2 separate regions of the Gossypium hirsutum genome follow, and region 2 is linked to region 1. Evidence: chromatin contacts called from public Hi-C data. All regions are on one chromosome and are shown on one strand. Each heading gives the region's core, a stretch centred on a gene start, on an enhancer-like site or on the middle of the called end of the contact. The rest is flanking DNA. Distances are from core to core; before and after follow the strand shown.

Region 1 (4,750 bases), core at 1,086-3,585:
GATGTAATAGTAAGCTGACGTGGCACGTTAAATCATTTCAAACAAAAAATTTATGTTAAATTGTACAATTGGTTCCTATATTTTTTTCGTTTTGAGCAATCTAATCTTTTTCTTTTATGTTCTTTTAACTTTCCTTTTTTTTTCTTTTATGTTCCCTTCTTCCTTCTCCATATTCTAATGGCGGTTTCAAGAGCTGCCTCAAATGATTTACATGCAATCAAGCCCTTAAATCCATCATATGGTTAAATGCTACACATTAACAAGTAACCTTTAGTTGACTGTTTGACATGATTTATAGATGCCTCAAGTTTGAAATCTCAATTCTTTGAATTAATTATTAGATCATTGAAGCAAAACAACTTTGCAGATGCCTCATGTTTGAAATCTCATTTCTTTGAATTAATTATGTTGAAAACGGAGATGAAGAAGAGAGGAAAACAAATGGAGAAGCAGAAGAGAATGAAAAATAAAGAAGAAAAAAAAGAAAGTTAAAATAACATAAAAGAAAAAAATTAAATTGCTTAAAATGAAAAAATATGGGGACCAATTATATAATTTAACCTTTTTTTTTTGAAATAATGATTTAATGATGTTACAACACGTTCACGTAAGTGACTAAAATGTAACATCTCAAATATAAGTGAGTAAAATGTAACTTGAGATAAACAAAAATGACTATTTTTGTAGTTTAGTCAAATAAGAATTTGGCAAAAATGGTAAAATTAAATATGTATAAATTATGATGCTTTTAGCTTTAAATTGTCTGAATTTATAGAGTTCATATAACAATAAAAAAATAAGCTCTCAAAATAATATTTTTTCTTTGTAAAAAAGAGTATATATATATATATAATATTTTTAATTAATCTTCGACTAACTCTTAATACTAACTCCATTAAAAATTCAAACAATAGAAATTTATTAGTATCAAAGTCCAAACAGCAAGCAAAGCTGGTTGGATATCATTTTCTTGTGAGCGAAAATTGCTGGCCCTTTTTATTATTTATTAGCATTTTATTGACCCCTTTGCTTGGATAAAAGCAGGAGCAAATTCAGAATTTTTTATTTTGGAGGTCTGATTTAAGTTGTAAATTTTTATGAGAGTTAAAATGTAATTTCACAATTTTACTAGAAGGTATCTTTATAATTTTTAAAAGATTAAATTTTTTTTATCATTTTTAGAGGGCCCAAATGAAATTTAATTTTCTATTAAATTAAAATTTTATAAAATTTAAAGGGTCAAACGTGAAATTTTACATTTTATGACCCACCACTGCCATCCCGTCTAGACTATTAAAAATTGTGGATGAGAAACACTGACCAAACCACCTACTTTCACAATTTGTTTTTGGGTTAAAATATATTTTATGTGTTTACAAATTTGGAATTTAATTATATAATTTAGTTTTTATATTTTTAGATTTAAAATTTAAATCCAATTATTAATACTGTTAATATTTTTTATTAATTTTTTGGTGTAATTAAAAAATGATGTTGGAATCAACATGAATTTAACAAAATCATTTTAATAATATTAACAACTAGACTTGAATTTTAAAATCTGAAAAATAAAAAGACTAAAATCCTAAGGTTGAAAATTTAGGATCTAAAGACTTATGACATATTTCAATCTTTATTTTCGAGTTTAAATAATTAAAAATATATTTGGAAAATCATTGATAATAGAAAATAAATATCATTATTTAATAATTACTCTATATTATTACTTTTTCATTTTCCTTCTCTTTACCTTTTTCTGTACGAGTATTTTATTTTGATCCATGAACTTGAAAAACATAAAAAATTTCAAGCGATGATATGGTACAATATTAGAGTGTCACATACAATGTTTTAATAATCGAATCAATGGTCGAACCGAATAGATTATTGATTTTCAATTCAATCGATTTGATTAGTTCAATTGCTAAATCAACAATAATTAAATAAATAATTAAAAGTTCATAAAAATATATAAAAAAAAACTATTAAACTGTTCAACTACTAATTCTTGTCACAGTTTTCAGTTTTTACCAATTTCGAGTAGTTTTTGATTCAATCAGTTCAACCCTTTGTTCGGATTAATATATCGTTCGATTTTTGGTCCAATCAATCCAATCGTATTTCAAAAATACCGATCATATCATCATATTTTAATGGAATATAAATTAAAAATTCTAAGCGAATCTAATTATCAAATTCAAATCTAATATAATAAAAAAATAAAATACGAAAATAAACTTAATTATTAAAATTAAAAGCAAAAATTATATCATCTCATCGAAAAAAATAATTACAAACTTCAAAAGAATTAATGTTGGTAACTCGAACATGAAGAATACGTATATCACACCGGAGTATGAAGCACGTGTCCACTTGACTGGTCAGAAATTGGCAACATTTTTAAGCCAAAGATAATATTAACTGCCCCATTCAAACTTAGACATTAGTCCATTCACCTTTTCCCCTCGATTTCCATTCCTTTGACTTCCCTTCATCATGTTAGAACAAATCCTGCTCTATTTTACTCTTTTCTTATAAAACTTGTCAATTTCTGCACTTCACTTTGCTTTTTCTGTTGAATTTATCTCTTTTTTTTTTCTTTTCATTTTGTAGTTCAAGAAATGGGTTCAGGAGAAAAGGTATTTGTTTATGAAGATCTGGTGAAGCACAAAGACAGAAATGATTGTTGGCTTTTGATCTCTGGAAAGGTTTGGTTTTCATTTCATTTTTGGATGAATCTGATTTGGGTTTTCCCCCTTTTTGTATTTTGTTTTACTTATTTAAGTAGTTGGAACTATGTGGAATATGCAAAGCTAGGTTTTTTTAATTTTTTTTGGATTGAACTGTGAAGAAATGGAAATTCATAGGTATAAAAAGTATGCAAAATTAGATCTTTTTTTTCTGCAGAAAACGTGCATCTTTGATGAAATTATGGGAAAATTAGTATAATAATGGAAGCAATTTAATTTAATGATTAGCTTACCCTTGCATGTTCTTTAAGGTGTATAATGTAACCCAATTCTTGGAGGACCATCCTGGTGGAGATGAAGTTTTGCTTGCTGCTAGTGGTAAGATGTTTGTTCAATGGTCTTGTTCGACAATTACGAGCTTAATGTTCATATAGCTAGCCGGATCGTATCTGTTTATATATTTATGTTGTGACATATCAATATCTAATTATATAGGAAAAGATGCGACCAATGATTTCGAAGACGTAGGTCACAGTGATGATGCAAGAGAGCAGATGCAGAAGTACTATATTGGTGAGGTCGATGCCACCACCATTCCCGCACGAAGGATGTACAAAGCACAGACGTCAACCGCGGCAACTCAACAAGAGGAGCCTGGCTTTCTGTTTAAGATTATACAGTTCCTGGTACCCCTCTTGATCTTAGGCTTCGCATTCGGTTTACAGTTCTTGGGGAAGAAGGAAAAAACCGAAACTTAGATAACTTTCCCATTACGGAACCTGCTAGTTCGTATGTATGCTTGTTAAAGCTGTTGTTGTTGTTGTTGTAATGTTCGTGACAGTCTATAACTGATTGCTATTAATAATGTCTTGGAATGTCGTTTTCGATCTATTTTCTATTGTTTGAGATACTTGCATTGCAATTTGCATAGCCTTAGACTCGGCAATTCATGTGTTTGTATCGTATTTGTGTATTTTCATGTGTCATAGTCGCGTTAATAATTTGTATTATATACATTTTTGCATGTTTGTTTATTTGTATTGGGTTGGTGTTTGTTGTTTAATCATATCGAGTCTAAACTTGTTAGGTCTATATAGCTTCATAGCCTTATGATTTATCAAATATCTAGGCATCTTTTAAAGCATATTTGTCGAGTCTACGGAAGTACCTGTAAGATCATCGTTTTCTCTCCCATTTTCCTTGTGCCTTTGCAAAATGGTGATTGAAATTGTTGGGTGAATCTCGGTTTTTGTTTAGCAGGATAGGTTAATGATGAATGTTGTGCCTGTAACCATCCTGCTAAGTTTCTCTTGCCCATTTTTTGTATCTGTTGTTATTTGATGAGACTACATATCCCGGGAGGCCTCCGGCATCCCGACATAGCACCTCTTCTTGGGTTACTGAAAATGCCTTGCTATATTGATCTACTGCTCCTGAAACTCCGTATACCTTGGAGGATAGTATTCTTCATTACAACCCAAATGTCTTAAACTCGGATTGACATGAGGCTTTCGATGTATAAGCCTCGGATTAGGGGGTTTCAGCATGGTGAACCGTGCTCACTAACTCAAGCTGAACTTGGCTTGGCTGCCCATCTAGCACTCAATGATATATGATCTTTGACATGGTCTACAATTTTGCCACATTTTTATGAGCTTCTGTTGCTTAAAATCTGCAATATTGGCCCGATGGATCATCTCGGATTTGGTACTCAAGATACAAGAATAGCTTTTCTTTTTCAAACTCTTGGGTATTTGGTAGTTATATTGGCTCCAATCGGGGATGAAGTTAGGAAATTGTTTTGGAGTACGGAAGTTAATTTGTATGTTTTTATAAGAGCTAAAATATAAATTTATCGTTTTAATAACTTATATCTTTTTAATATTTTAAAGGATTAAATCAAAATTTTATTAATTTTATGAGTTAAAAGTGTAATTTTATCATATTAGCTTACAAATTTTCATAAAATTTTAAAAGATTAATTTTTTTTTATTTTTTTATTTTAGGGGGAGTCGAGGCCCTCTCCAGCCCCCTAGCATTACCCTCGGGTCTAATCTTAA
Region 2 (4,545 bases), core at 1,684-4,183, 89 kb before region 1:
TAATTATTAAATTTAGGGACTAAAAGTTATATTAACCCTATTAAAAAATATCGTTGGTCAAATTGTGTCCATCCCTTTATTCGTACACCACATGCACCAAAAACAACTTTATGAACTTTTTTTTCTTTTTCTTTTTGTGATTATGATTGAGAATTTGTCCACAACTTTCACCTTATAATAGAGTTAGTAGGTCATAATATCTCGTCACTGCTTTCGTCAAAATTTGCTTGTTATTAGCTTGATTGGTACGAGCCTTGTTGTCAATACAAAAGGATGTGAGCTTGAGTACATTGAAGCGTATTATCCTTCTATTTATAGGTTAGGGGCTATGGATAGTCTTAGAATTTTTGTCAAAAAACTTATAATGAGATTATTTTAAAAAATTTAGTATAATTACATAAGTGTACAAATAACCATTTTTATCCGAAAAAAGATAATTATATTGATAATTAAATTAAAATTTATTAGTATAATTACATATTTTATTCGAATTATTAAATTTGGGTTCTAAGGAATTAGTTCCGTAAAAAAGAAAGGGTGTAGACTTTAAAATATTGATCCAAAGGTGACAAGTTGGACTTATTGAGCTCTAGCCCAAATCTGGTCACTTTCCATTTTTATTTTTCATAATTTTTAGCTTCAAATGAGTATAAATTACTTAAGGTATTTATGGTTGAATCAGGTTGGGTTTCTATATATGGCATTAATGATTTCATTACTTATCTAAGCTATAAGTCCTGCCCAATATATGGATATTAAATTGTACTCAAATTAATTCATATTTTAAATTGATTAATTTAAATTCATTTATTTAAATTTTTTATATAAATATAGATTTAAGTTTTAATTTAATATTTATTAACTTTATATTTTTTTATTAAAATTTAAAACATAACCATTTTAAATATTTTTAACAATTATATTATAATATAATATAACTATTATTGAGCTTATCATGAATAATACTAAGGGATAAATAATAAAGCTACACATAAACTTTGGTTCTATGTGCAATGCTATACATGAATTTTGATTTTCTTAAATGTATACAATTGGATCAAAGTAAAGTTTAATGCGTCTATCTGAATCACAATTAAAATTTTACTTATGTAATTGCACCAAATCCAAATTTATGCATCGAATTGCACATCGAAATAAATTAAAGCTCATGTGTAGTTTTTATGTTTATCCCTAATACTAATAATAAGAACAAATGTTCGCAATGGCCATGGCACTCAACATGGGTTCAAGTCATGGGACCCTACACTTGATGGGAAAGTAGCCAAAACCCTAAAAGCATCCAACGAGTTAGCTAAGATCCATGATTGAAGCCAAGATATGTTAAGGGGTCAAGTTAAAATTAACTTTATTTAAAACTATGAACTCAAATAGGCTGATCATCAAAGTGCCTCAACCACATTGGGAAAACATTCCACCATTCAAAGATTGGCAATGGCAACGCTAGCACCCGACATATAGTTTCAAATCATGGGTCCTTCAAAGCTGATGGGAAGTAGCTGGTGGACAATATTGAAAACTTTTTATGAGATGAAATGAAATCAAGTCGAGCATAGGATCACAAGATATGTTTATATGCCTGTTCAAGTGGTGGCATGTGATTCCAAGCTGATCTGATTAAAACCCTTTCTTCTTTCCTCTAAAAATGTAATGTAAGCTTAAAAAATTTCTTGGGTAATAAACATCTTTTGTCACACTAGAAAACAAATGTAATAAAAAACTAAGCTAGTTTTTGATCAAATATCTCGTAGGTTTCTGTTATCAAACGAATCAATTTAATCTTTATTAAAAAGAATCAAATAAGTTCAAATGTAACAAAGTTATCATTTATTATATAAAAATTCTTATTTTTTACGAAAAAAAGATTTTATTCATACGTTACTAACCAATGGTAGTATAAAGATTTTTTTTTACTGAATTACAAACACTCAACATATCTTGATGATCAATTTTTAGATAAGATGTAATAATAACAAAGCCAAAGTAAGTAGTTTTCCTTTCATCATACCCACACTTCCATTGGCAAAGCTCTTTCATGCAAAAAGAATTTAAATATTACATTCCTTATTCATTCCAAAGACACACAAGCTAGCTATATATATATATATAGTCAAAACTATTACTGCATCATATTTATAGTTTAATACCTAAAGCATTTTCTTATCCATGGTAAGTGGTAACATGTAATGCAGATCTGTATATATGAGAATATACAAGTGAATATGTCTGTAAACATCATCTCCAACTTGAAACCCTAGAGATAAAGTTTGACCAAACTTGAAAACCAGATCTTAATAACAGCATGAAACTGACAGATGAGATAAAAAGAAAAAAAAGAAGCCATCATGGAAAAAGATCTGAGTAATGATGAACTAGAAAAAGAGGGTTTTACAACTTAGTACTGACAGAAAAAAAAAAGAAAGTAATGATGAAACTTTAACAAATTGGTCAAAAACCCTTTCATCATTGCACTGCAAAGTAACAAACAACCTTAATTTCAGTAAATAAAACACCCCAATGATCCAAAAAAACAACCCAAACCTTTTTTACATGCTGCAGTCCATGGGAGTTACATATGGGAGCAATGATTGGGGGGAATGAAGCCTGGTCCGACGACACTAGTACAACCTTAATCCATTACAAAAATAAGCAATATAAAGATCCCCACGTTAATCAGAACAATATTGCAGGGAAAACGGATTAGAAACACAAGTGTCCCCGGTCCAGACAACATTCCCCTCAGAATGAATGCTCCCCTAAAAACTATATCTTCAAAAGAGGCTTTGGTGGCAGCTAAGGGTTTTGTGTATGTGCGTTGCTTGGATTCTCTCTTATCTCTTTATCCCCCCCAAGAGTTTAGCCTCTGTTCAAGGGAGGGGGGAGAGAGAGATGGGGAGAGTGGTGGGGTTTTGGCCTTTTTGGGTGACAATGAAATAATGAAGAGGAAAATATGGGTGATGGGGGAGTAGTTAAGATGAGTAAAAAGAGTTGGAATTTGGAACCCAAAGTTTAAAAAAAATGACAAATTTTGTAAAAGGTCCTTGTATTATGTACTTTTGATGAAATTAGTCTTTCTATTATAAATTGATGATGTATAATTTCTCTAATTTTCAAAATGTGCATTTTTATTCTTGAAGTTAAGGTTGGATTTGATTTCTGAAAATATTTTATATTCTCATTTTCAATGAGTAGTTTTTATTTTTTTTTATTTTAAAGATGAGAAACACATTTGATAAATAGAAATAAAAATGTGTTTTCAATAAAATAAACAAGTTTTATATTTATATGAATTTGAAGTAGGATACCAGATTATATAGGTTAGGTTATCATATATATGTATAAATTTTTGAAAAAACTAGGCAGAAAAGTTAGATTTAACATTTAACATACACATTTCAAAAGTGATAATTAAAAATGATTAAATTATAGTATAAGAACTAATTTGTAAAAAGAACATAGTATAAGGACCTTCCATAAAATTAGACGTTTAAAAAAAGATAAAACATAGATGGAGACTCGACCCTACTAGCTATTTATTTCCTCAGTTTCAGAAAAGACCACGACCACCATGCACTCGAATCCATTTTTTTAATTAAAAGAATTATAATTATTATTTTAAAAATTTCAAACAAAACCAAAATTAGATTTAATAAATCTAAATTTAAATAAAATCGATTATTGATTTTCTCCAATTTGTTGGTCTGCACAATCAAGATATATGGATGATGGTGGGATGCAGTCATCAAACATGATAATAGTAATAAATAAATAAATAAAATAAAATAAAATTACCACTTAGATTGTTGTGTCTAATCGTTTACGTAACCTAGAATTACTGTACTAATCATAACAAAATAATAGTATGATGACAAAAATAATAGAATAGTCAAGTAAAAAAAAAGTGAGTCACACTTACCCATACCTAATTTTCTTTTCCAACTACAACTTTTATTTAAATACCATTTCAGATACTAAGTTACTTATAATAATAGAGGATGGTTGCCTAAAATACGCGTTTACAAGTGTAAAATGCGCATGGTTCACTTTCTAACACAACTTAATTAAGTGTGGGTTTGGATGGGTAGTGAAGTGCGATGCGCTTAGCTTAGCTTATTTTTTGTCTCACGTTACAGTATTTATTTTTATTGTCACCTTTATTTTTACACTAATCGCAGATAAATGTACTGTCCATCTAAACTCACTCTAAGCACTTTCTCTATATGAATCTATATTTTTTTAAAAACTCGAGAGTAAAAAAATTATACTAACATGTTGAGAGTTATTGACACTTGATAAACATATTCACAAACTTCTTCTTATAAAAATTATCAATTACAAATTTAATTTCTTTGACTAAATAATACTTTTTTTGGTTCATTAAAGAAAGGACCTTGTGTGGTGTGTCACTATCGGGAATGGGAGAGGAATTCGAGGCGATGACCGACAGATAAGGTCAGAGAGTCCACCCTCTCCTTTTTTTTACCTATCACTTCTATATTTAGCTAAACTTAGGTCAAAGTAACTACA

The links. Hi-C and Micro-C count contacts between places; a contact is called where the count stands out from the background.
Region 2: a Hi-C map of leaf shows a contact between it and region 1, with 2.0 times the contacts expected there. The contact joins the enhancer-like site here to the promoter of LOC107945902 in region 1. A contact is called at or near these places in 2 of 34 Hi-C or Micro-C datasets (callus and leaf).

What each region holds. Positions count from the first base shown.
Region 1 is chrD12:41,481,897-41,486,646 of Gossypium_hirsutum_v2.1, reverse strand. LOC107945902 (cytochrome b5) reads left to right here and starts at 2,335. Exons shown (of 4, transcript XM_016880052.2): 1 at 2,335-2,498; 2 at 2,614-2,708; 3 at 3,002-3,068; 4 at 3,186-3,581. The coding sequence starts at 2,622. The coding sequence ends at 3,448.
Region 2 is chrD12:41,572,094-41,576,638 of Gossypium_hirsutum_v2.1, reverse strand. No RefSeq gene overlaps it. Among protein-coding and RNA genes, the nearest start is that of LOC107945898, 7.1 kb to the left of the region's middle. Within about 2 kb of position 2,933, at least 4 of the 9 cell types and tissues checked have an H3K27ac peak or open chromatin away from gene starts, as enhancers often do. A contact at or near this core is called in leaf, where this site is marked.